3 separate regions of the Mus musculus genome follow, and all the other regions are linked to region 2. A link is a contact called in public HiChIP or PLAC-seq data. All regions are on one chromosome and are shown on one strand. The core of a region is the stretch at or near the end of the contact, and the rest is flanking DNA. Distances in the headings are between cores, read along the strand shown.

Region 1 (3,345 bases), core at 637-3,136, 230 kb after region 2:
CATGGTCTGAGGTGGGTGGGTAAAGAGGCACATTGTTAGGTCACACCGAATGATCTTATATGGTCAGGGGGCGGAGAAGTGGAGAAGAGGGAGAGGAGAGAGGAATGTGGAAGGGCTTTTGGCAGGAGTCTGGCAGGGAGTGACCCAAATACCTCTGGATGCTAGGAGCTAGCTGAGTGAGATCGGCTGGGTCCCTAGGAGCATGAGCAGGCCTGGGGACAAGATGTCCTTTGGCATTGCTCAGCAGGCTGGGAGCAGGAGGACAGGAAATGGGTGGAATGTAACAGCTGCACACACAAATGTCCGTAGCTGGAGATCTCAGGAGACTCTGTGCATCTGACTCCCGTCCTCAGTGAATGTTCCAGTTACATGATATCATTTCTTCCCTTTGAAGATCATTATGAACCTTGGGCCAGGAAGAAATGCCATAATTTGTCACTGAAATGTGTGGTGCGTAATGGAGAAAATATGGAAAGGTCTAAAACTTCAACAGTGCCTAACACGAGGCTGGGGAGAGGGCTCGGGCAGTCCAGTGCTTGTCTTGCAAGTTCAAGGACATGAACTCAACTCTCAGAACTCACATAAAAGAACTGGGTGTGGTTGCATGATTTTTAAAATCCCAGCACTGGCGAGAGGAGGAGACGAGCAGATACCTAGGGCTTGCTGGCTAGCCACCCTACCCTACTCAGTGAGCTCCAGGGAGAGACTCTGTCATAAAAAACTGAAGGGTGAACTCAAGAGAGGTGGGCTGGCAGTTAAGAGTAGTTGCTGCTCTTTCTAGAGGACCAGGTTCAGTTATCTGTAAATCACATGGTGGCTTATAACCTTGGTAGTTCCAGTTTCAAAGGATCTGATACTGTTTTGTTTGCCCATGTGGCCACCAAACACATGTGGTGCAGGAACACACTCACTCATATACATAAAATAATTATACTGAAGGGGAAAAAAAATCAAATTTTAGCTGGGCAGTGGTGGTACACGCCTATGATCCCAGTGTTCAGGCAGTAGAGGGAGGCAGATCTCGAGGCTAGCCTGGTCTACAGAGTGAGCTTCAGGACAGCCATGGCTACACAGAGAAACCCTGCCTTGTAAAACAACAAACAAAAAACAAACTTTAATATATTAGAAAGATAAAGTTGGACTCTGCACACACTGGCAACCACATGACTCACAAATACACACATACCAAAGATGAGCAATTAAAAATTTAGTTACTGGGGGCTGGAGAGATGGCTCGGAGGTTAAGAGCACTGACTGTTCTTCCAGAGTTCAATTACCAGTAACCACATGGTGGCCATAACCATCTGTAATGAGATCTGGTGCCCTCTTCTGGTTTGCAGACATACATGCAGGCAGAATACTATCTACAGAACAAATAAACCAATCCCCCCCCCCAAAATTAGTTACTGACTAGCATTGCTTCAGATCATAGTGTGTATAGATGGTATCAATGCCCACTTCATATTCCAGTCTGTGTAACGAAACACTGATCCTCATGTTCTTCTGTAGGTAGATCTTATCACAGACTATCTAGTGTCAATCATTCTCTAAAACAAAATGCTCAAGAAATTGAACTAGAATTAAAATACCTGGGCTCCATTCCAGCTTTGTCACCACCGATGTGCCCCCCAAGTCATCTTACCATTCCTTGGCCTTAACCACTCGTTTGTAAAATAGGAAACTAGATGAAATCTCTCATAGCCCCAATGTTATTACATAGTCCTACAGTTTCCGGCCTTCCTTTAACAAAGATTTTTCTCTGTGAGTGCTGTCCAAGTTGGACACTAGGGGTCACGTTCAGATAACCACTCACAAACACATCTGCCTGTTTCCTCAAGAGAAGGTCCCGAGCAGCTAGAGGATGCGCAACCTGCTTTCTCACTTAAAGGACTTTGAATGCTCTGTGCTGTTTCCCTTTCCGTTCACTGGGCTTGAGGGCGGGGCAGGAAGCCAGGCTTCTCCATCAGCTTTTCCTTTGGGTTAACGTTATTTTCTTCCTTTCTCACTGTGATCCCCAACTAGTTCTTCAGTTGTGAGGCAAATTATCAATCTCAATGATTCATGATTTGCCTCTACCAGTACTTCTTTGCTAGGTAGGCTGGCCCCAAATCAGAACACCTCAAAGACAAGGAACAGACAAACAGCCTCCTTTGTGAAGACTGGCTTCTCACTGAATGGTTAGCAATTCTTGTACTGCGTGGTGCTTCTGAGGCAAGCGGGTTTCTGAGTTCCTTGTAATCTTGTTTTACTGATCTGAGCATTCCTCTGTCAAGCATAGATCCCCATTTGTCCTCTTTCAACAGTTGGTCTTGGGGTAGTCTTACACGCGTTCGCGACCGGCCAGGAAAGACGCAACAAACCAGAATCTTCTGCGGCAAAAGCTTTATTGCTTACATCTTCAGGAGCCAGAGAGCAAGAGCGCAAGAGAGCAAGAGAGCAAGAGTGCAAGAGAGCAAGAGAGCAAGAGCTCTATTGCTTACATCTTTAGGAGCCAGAGAGCTTTATTGCTTACATCTTTAGGAGCCAGAGCGCAAGAGTGCAAGAGAGAGAATGGTGAAACCCCGTCCCTTTTAAGGAGAATTATCCTCCGCCTAGGACGTGTCACTCCCTGATTGGCTGCAGCCCATCGGCCGAGTTGTTGTCACGGGGAAGGCAGAGCACATGGGGTGGAAAACTACCCTTGGCACATTCGCAGATTATTTGTTTACCACTTAGAACACAGGATGTCAGCGCCATCTTGTAACCGCGAATGTGAGGGCGGCTTCCCACAGGGTAGGTGGGCAATTCAAATGAAAATTAAAATGATTCACCATTGTAGGGAAAGGATAATTCAGTAAGCCATTTCCACGTTTAATAGCAATGCTTCGAAGCATCTCTATGGTGCTGCAATCTCGAAGTGTTTTCATGTGTATCATTTCCTTTCATAATCACTATGTGTCCCTTCTCCACCCTCCTCTCATCCTCCTTTGGAATAAAGGCCAAAAGGGACACAGAAAAGACAGAGGGGGATGGTAGGCAGCCTGGGGAGCAGAGTGAAGCTCGTCTTGGCAGTCTGGGTTAGTGTCTTGGCTGCATCCCTCGGCAGTCACATATTGGCATGACACACCCCTATGTTTGGATGTCCTTCTCTGAAAAACTGGCTCTGAATACCTCCTTTTTGGGTTAATGGAAAGATGGTCTTTTTGGAGAACCAGCCAGTCTCCATCTTAAGCTTAAGAGTCATCTTATGTTAAAGACAAAACAGGTTCATTCCATTTAAGATTGAACCTCTATTTTCTCAAGGATTGGGCTAGAACCTTAACTACAGATGTTTCTGTGCTCTGTTCCAGGAATGACAATCACGTG
Region 2 (3,519 bases), core at 636-3,135:
ACTTTGTAGACCAGGCTGGCCTCGAACTCAGAAATCCTCCTGTCTCTGCCTCCCGAGTGCTGGGATTAAAGGCGTGCACCACCACGCCACACCATTTCTTTAAAGAACATTAATGTTAATTAAATTGAATATCAAAAGAAATAAATATTTTCTTCTAATATTTAAACAATTACTAGCTGACATACTTTTTATAGTTGAACACATAGAGCTAAATATCTCAAAAAAACCAACAACAAACAAGTAACACTCAATGGTAAGTTAAAACCCAGAAGACAGTTCTTGGAGAGCTAACTAGAGGGGCTGGAGAGGTGGCTCGGTGTGTAAGAACAGTTGCTATGGTTACACAGGACCAATTCCCAGTACCCACATAGCTGCTCACAACCATCTGTAAATCCAAATCCTACACACCCTTTTCTGGCTTCTCTGGGCTCCAGCAACATGATCGGCAGACATAGGTGCAGGCAAAACACCCATGTAAGTAAAATTAAAATAAGTAAAACTAGTACATAGATATGGCACTGGAATAAAAAGCTAATAAAAAGCAAAAGACTTAAGTTGTTCTGATACTTCCCCCAGAAGACAAAAACCAAAGTCAGCCCTAAATTCTTAAACTCACATACAAATTTCCAATGATTTTGAAAACAGTAAAACTACCCATCTTCTTCCCCACGGGGACGGGGACGGGGACGGGGACGGGGGCAGGACCAAGCAAGACTAATCCATGGTGTAAAGGTACTTGCAGCAACTTGCACTGTCCCTGCCGGTTCCTCAGACTTATCTCTGACCTCCATAGGTGCACTATGTCATGCCTCCCCGACACCACACACACACACACACACACACACACACACACACACATACACACACACACACACACACACCCTAGAAGCAAGCAGATCTATGAGTTAGACAGAAGGCCAGTCTGATTTGCAGAGTGAATTCCAGGCCAGCCAAGGCTGCATTATGAGACTGTCTCAAAATTGATTAATTAATCTGGGGGATAAGATGTGAAAACGTACATAAGAAAATCAATCCCTCTGACCCTTCAACTCCCAACTACTATATGGCAATATATCAACTCTAAATTAGATTATAGATACCGAGCAAGGAGTACGAATGATCTGAAAAAAGAGTTATAAGAGTTAACCCAGCCGGTTAACGTCTTTAATCCCAGCACTCAGGAGGCAGACACAGGCGGATTACTGAGTTCGAGGCCAGCCTGGTCTACAGAGTAAGTTCCAGGACTGCCAGGGCTATACAGAGAAACCCTGTCTCAAAAAACCAAAAAAAAAAACCAAAAAAAAAAAAAAAAAAAAAAGAGTTAACCCAGGGGCTGGAAAGATGGTTTAGTGGTTAAGGGCACCAGCTGCTCTTCCAAAGGATTCAGGTTCCATTCCCAGCACCCACAGCCCTCGACTGCCTGCTACTCCAGTTCCAGGGAAATCTGGCAATGTCTCCTGCTCCACGGGCACCTGTTGTTTGTGGTGCTGCACAGATGGATATACATCAAGGCAAAACCCCAACACACACCTTTAATAATCCCAGCACTGAGAAGACAGTTAGTTGCAGGCAGATCTCAAAGCCAGCCTAGTCTACACTGAGTTTTAGGACTGCTATAAGAGCACGGAGCTGGTCTTCTAGAGGACCAAGACTGGAACCTCAGTACCCACATCTCGAGCTTGGTAATAAGCACTGGCGAGGCCAAATGCAAGTGAACCACAGTTCTTACTTAGTGAGAGCCAGATGCAGTGTCTACTGAGGAGTGGTGAGAAAAGACAAACATACTCAGCTAGGAGAGACAAAACATGCTTCCCTCATCTGCTTCAATGCTCTTCCCCCATTTCACTCAAAGGCAAACAACTATTAGCCACAGGCATGTTGCATCACTGTGAATTGATAGATGTTGCCATCAGTGTCAGGACCTCCCCAAAGGTAAATACGTGTGGTAGTGTCCAGAGGAGATAAGGTGTGCCCATCCTGCAGCAACACTGCAGTGTATAACCAGAAAACTGTGAGTGTGCAAAATAACCTTGCCAAAAGTTCTATGTATATATATAAACAAAGTTAGGCTCTTAGCTCTGAAAACTGTAAGCACACTTTTTGTTTGACCAATGAGACACTGTAGTGGAGCATTCACACGTCATACAGGCAAGGCTTAGGACCGCTTCCGGCTTCCTAGTGGTTGGTTAACCCCAGTTTGTCTTACCCTAGAAATGAAAGAGTTCCTCTCAGTCAGGAATCACTCCTCCTCAGCACATTGCCTCAGCCGAGGAAGGTGCGATAACAACTAAGACAGCAGAGCACTGATCAGTTAGGAGGCCAGGAGAGAGCTCCCTTGAAGAACTGACTTTTCAGCTTAGATGAACAGATCGAAAGCAAATGTGAGGAAGCCTGAGATGGGCTGGGAGTGCCTTGAAGACGCAGAGGCTAGTAACTGGACAGGTTGGGAAGGCACCAAAGGCACCATCCCTTAAAATTAGAAGGCATAATCTCCCCCTCCGGAGGAGAACTGAGTACAAGACATGTCCACGTTCTGCTCCAGACTTCAACACTGTCAAGCCACAGTGACGCAGGAGCCACTGGAAACTTAACTGTTCCAGCTTCATCTAAAGTAGAGCTCCAGCCTCCGGAGACAGGTGCTGTGCTTCTCAGACACACACAGCTCAAAGTTCTGGTCCTTACATTGTAAAAGGTTTAAATACTGTACTACATATGATGGGCATGGTGCTGCTGGTCTTCATTCCCAGCACTAAAGAAGCAGAGGCAGAGAGGCAGAGGCAGAGGCAGAGGCAGAGTCTGGTCTACACAGTGAGTTCAAAGCCAGACAAGGCTGCATGGCAAGACCCTATCTAAAACAACAACAAACCCAATGCATTGCTATGTCAATAGTAGAGGCTGCTAATATCTTCTGAGGCAAGCAGTCTTCTAGAGCACGACATATGATCACTAATTTAATCTCACAACTCTGACTTGGTATTGACAGTAACCACATGCAACGGAGAAGCAAATTGAATCCTAGGGAAGTTACTCGGCGTCTCCTCAGCAAGTCCAAGCTGAGACTAGGACTCAAGCCAAGCTAGGCTGGCTTTAGCGTGCATTCTTACCAGAGTGGTGGTGCTGGAACACAGTACTGAGGGGCAGGGAGATCACAAATTCAGGACTTTGTCTCAAAACACCAAACAAACAACAACAAAATAAAGTCTTCTCTGGTATCAAACCAGGGTCCAGGACCCTGATATGTTGCCTTTCCAACAGAAATATCAAGCTGTAACCTGGGAAACTAATAAAAACACACATACAAAAAATACTGGATTCTTCTGAGGTAAAAAAGTAAAGCCAGTCTTTATTATTGTAAAAATCCTAACATCTGAAAAGTCACTATATAGCCTGATAGTTAAAAATGAGATATTTTGGCAACACTATATCTAAATCACTAAGTCCTCTTTTTGTATACATATCTTACCTTACCTTAACAAGCAAAGCTTAAGAATTGTGCTGAATAATTTAAAGAATAAAAAA
Region 3 (3,386 bases), core at 752-3,251, 170 kb after region 2:
AGTCTCTGCTGAGAAGTCTGGTGTAATTCTGATAGGTCTGCCTTTATATGTTACTTGACCTTTTTCCCTTACTGCTTTTAATATTCTTTCTTTGTTTTGTGCATTTGGTGTTTTGATTATTATGTGGCGGGAGGAATTTCTTTTCTGGCCCAGTCTATTTGGGGTTCTGTAGGCTTCTTGTATGTTCATGGGCATCTCTTTAGGTTAGGGAAGTTTTTGTCTATAATTTTGTTGAAGATATTTACTGGCCCTTTAAGTTGGGAATCTTCACTCTCTTCTATACCTATTTTCCTTAGGTTTGGTCTTCTCATTGTGTCCTGGATTTCCTGGATGTTTTAGATTAGGCGCTTCATGCTTTTTGCATTTTCTCTGACTGTTGTGTCAATGTTTTCTATGGTATCTTCTGCATTCTTTTATCCCTTGTATTCTGTTGGTGATGCTTGCATCTATGACTCCTGATCGTTTCCCCTAGGTTTTCTAACTCCAGGGTTGTCTCCCTTTGTGATCTCTTTATTGTTTCTATTTCTTTTTTTAGGTCTTGGATGGTTTTGTTCATTTCCTTCACTTGTTTGATTATGTTTTCCTGTAATTCTTTAAGGGTTTTTAGCTGTTTACCTGTGTTCTCCTGTATTTCTTTAAGGGAGTTATTTATGTCCTTTTTAAAGTCCTCTATCACCATCATGAGAAGTGATTTTAGATCTGAATCTTACTTTTCTGGTGTGATGGTGTATCCAGGACTTGCTATGGTGAGAGAATTGGGATCTGATGATGCCAAGTAACCTTGGTTTCTGTTGCTTATGTTTTTTTTTTGTTGTTGTTGTTGTTATTGTTTTTGTTTTGTTTTGTTTTGTTTTGTTTTTTGCTTATGTTCTTATGCTTGCCTCCTGCCATCTGATTATCTCTAGTGTTACCTGTCCTCGATATATCTGACTGGAGCCTGTCCTTCCTGTGATCCTGGTTGTGTCAGAACTCCTCAGAGTTCAGTTGTCTCTGGGATCCTGTGATTCTGAGATTCTGGGTGTGTCAGAGCTCCTGGGAGTCAAGCTGCCTCTGTGACCCTGAGATCCTGGTGTGATCAAGCTCCTGGGATCCTGGGATCCTGGGATCTTGGGATCCTGTGATCCTGTGGTCCTGTGGTCCTGGACATGGTAGAGCACCTGGGAGTGGAGCTTCTTCTGGGTGTTGTGGGACTGGCTATGGAGTTCGAGCCCAAGGTCTGCTCAGGGCACCAGCTCAGACTGGAAGCAACCTGTACCACTGGTCAGGTGGAGTTCTTGGGTGCCTGGATCCCGCTGGTACCAGTTACTCCCAGTGTTTGGGCAGATGTTGTGTCCTCCTCACCACTGATCCTATGATCCTGGGCATGTTAGAGCACTTGTGAATGGAGCTTCCTCTGGGTTTTGTGGGACTGGCTGCAGAGTTCGAGCTCAAGGTCTTCACAGGGCACCGGCCCAGACAGGAAGCTGAAATATCAATTCTGACTTGGCCAGTTACTCTACATTTCTCAAAGTACACCCAGTGCTGGGTGGGCTGGGGTTGGATCTCTGCTGTCACAGAGCCCAAGAACTAGAGTGTCATTGAGGATTTGGTGGCAGCAGCCTTCTAAGAGACAAAATGTGTCATAGGCATTTTGTGGCCTGTCCGCCCCAAATCCATTTTCTCCTCTCTAGAGGGCCATGTGTTCCTAATTATCCTTACTGTTAGGCGTCACCAGTGGGTGTTATTGAAAGCCACCAAGTAGGGCTTTTTGGAAAATAATTTAAAACTGGGCTGACTGCTGGAAAACACATCCACTTGCCTCTTTGTTCTTTCTTTTGATTCTGGCTAGAGTGGAGTTAGTCACTTGTTGGAATTTTGGTAGCTATCATGGATTGTGAGGCAGTTTAGAGGCTAAAGCCTCTTGCTGAGGAAGGCAGGGCAGGCAGACATAAGGCAAAGCAGGCTTCTGGTGACTGTGGCACTTCCTATTAACTTGGGATCGGTATGGCTATGACTAATGTTTAATCTTGATTGTCAACTTGACCAGGTTTAGGAGCAGCTTGGAGACAGCTCCAGGAGTATCTGTAGTGTATTGTCCAGAGATGTTTAACTGAGGTAGGAAGACCCACCCTGGATGTGGGTGGCACCATTCCACTGACTGCAAGCCCAGAATGAATAAAAAGAAGAAAGAGAGATGAACACTAGCATTTACCTCTCTCTGCTCCCTGACCAGTGGCCTCTGGCTCTGTCCACCATGATACAAGGTACCTTTAAACTGCCAGCCAAAACAAACCCCACCTTCCTTAAGTTGATATTGTCAGGTACTTATCACAGCATCCAGAAAATCAATACAATATGGGTGAGAAGGATACAGTGAGCTTCTCCTTTAAGGCCTTTTTGGTTATATTTTCTGTCCTCTGTCAACCCTGAGCCTAACTTACACATATGGACTCATACACTTTTATTGCTGTGAAGAGACACCATGACCAAGGCAACACCCATAAAGGAAAGCATTTAATTGGGGCTGGCTTACAGTTTCAAAGGTTCAGTCCATTATCACCATGGCAGGAACCATGGCAGCATCCAGGCAGGCATGGTGCTAGAGGAGCTGAGAGTTCTACAGTTTGATCTGCAGGCAGCAAGGAGGAGACTAGAATTCCACACTTGGTGAAGCTTGAGTGTAGGATACCCCAAAGCCCGCCCCGCCCCCACAGTGAAGTACTTCTTCTAACAAAGCCAAACCTCCTACACTCTGTGGGCCAAGGATTCAAACAGGTGAGTCTGTGGGGGCCACATCTATGCAGACCACCACTGACTGCAACCATGGGAACCAGCCTATACATTCACATCTTCCAGAAGGAAGGGGCACAGTTGTTGTTGCCCTGGCTCCTGCTCTCTGAGATTTACAACTCTTGGATCATTAAGAAGACTATTTTCACTCCTTTCTTTATCTCTCCATTCAATATGGAGATAAGCCAGAAGTTCAAGAAAATAGATCCTCCTTTCTTTCATCCTTACTGTCTCAGTCTGATTTCTGTGCTACAACAAAAGACCAGAGACTTGGTACTTTGTCGAGAAAAGAGGTGCATGTAACTACAAATTGGGAAGCCAAGAAGTCTAAGATTTGGGGGGTCCCATCTTGTTGAAGCCCCCTTAGCTTCATTACAACATATAGAGAGATGGAAAAGGAACTAGCCACACACTAAAGGAAAATCATGGTGGAGGAGTTGAGCTCTCAGAACTTGCTCCTGAGAGCAAACTGGTTTCCTGTGGAATTCACACTGATGCCTTATGAAGGCCCTGCCTTCAAGGACCTAGTTTCATCCCCCTTAGACTGCAGTAAAGGTTCTGCCACCTCCCAACTCTTCTGTACTGAGGAACAGAGTTTCAGGGCATGAATCCCGGGG

Evidence for each region. HiChIP or PLAC-seq counts read pairs in DNA pulled down with a chosen protein or histone mark.
Region 1: a contact with region 2 is called in an H3K4me3 HiChIP or PLAC-seq map of bone marrow-derived macrophages, with 4 times the contacts expected there. The contact joins two enhancer-like sites. A contact is called at or near these places in 4 of 39 promoter capture datasets (the C10 cell line, cranial neural crest, liver and 1 more), 2 of 15 datasets of contacts at CTCF or cohesin (the NIH/3T3 cell line and pro-B cells), 16 of 484 Hi-C or Micro-C datasets (the AML12 cell line, the C2C12 cell line, ECoMG myeloid progenitors and 8 more), 25 of 115 datasets of contacts at active chromatin or transcription factors (the 230-238 cell line, the 3134 cell line, bone marrow-derived macrophages and 16 more) and 4 of 9 other capture datasets (adipose tissue, liver, macrophages and 1 more).
Region 3: a contact with region 2 is called in a FOXA1 HiChIP or PLAC-seq map of pancreatic cancer cells. The contact joins two enhancer-like sites. A contact is called at or near these places in 2 of 39 promoter capture datasets (the C10 cell line and liver), 1 of 15 datasets of contacts at CTCF or cohesin (the NIH/3T3 cell line), 5 of 484 Hi-C or Micro-C datasets (the C2C12 cell line, the N1E-115 cell line, bone marrow-derived macrophages and 2 more), 12 of 115 datasets of contacts at active chromatin or transcription factors (the NIH/3T3 cell line, bone marrow-derived macrophages, craniofacial prominence and 9 more) and 4 of 9 other capture datasets (adipose tissue, embryonic stem cells, liver and 1 more).

Annotation. Positions count from the first base shown.
Region 1 is chr13:99,124,890-99,128,234 of GRCm38.p6, forward strand. No RefSeq gene overlaps it. Among named protein-coding and RNA genes, the nearest start is that of Gm45938, 16 kb to the left of the region's middle. Within about 2 kb of position 1,887, at least 71 of the 459 cell types and tissues checked have an H3K27ac peak or open chromatin away from gene starts, as enhancers often do. A contact at or near this core is called in bone marrow-derived macrophages, where this site is marked.
Region 2 is chr13:98,894,721-98,898,239 of GRCm38.p6, forward strand. The region is part of intron 1 of Tnpo1 (transportin 1); the gene reads right to left. Among named protein-coding and RNA genes, the nearest start is that of Gm52051, 28 kb to the right of the region's middle. Within about 2 kb of position 1,886, at least 98 of the 459 cell types and tissues checked have an H3K27ac peak or open chromatin away from gene starts, as enhancers often do. A contact at or near this core is called in bone marrow-derived macrophages and pancreatic cancer cells, where this site is marked.
Region 3 is chr13:99,065,655-99,069,040 of GRCm38.p6, forward strand. No RefSeq gene overlaps it. Among named protein-coding and RNA genes, the nearest start is that of Gm35493, 5.7 kb to the right of the region's middle. Within about 2 kb of position 2,002, at least 13 of the 459 cell types and tissues checked have an H3K27ac peak or open chromatin away from gene starts, as enhancers often do. A contact at or near this core is called in pancreatic cancer cells, where this site is marked.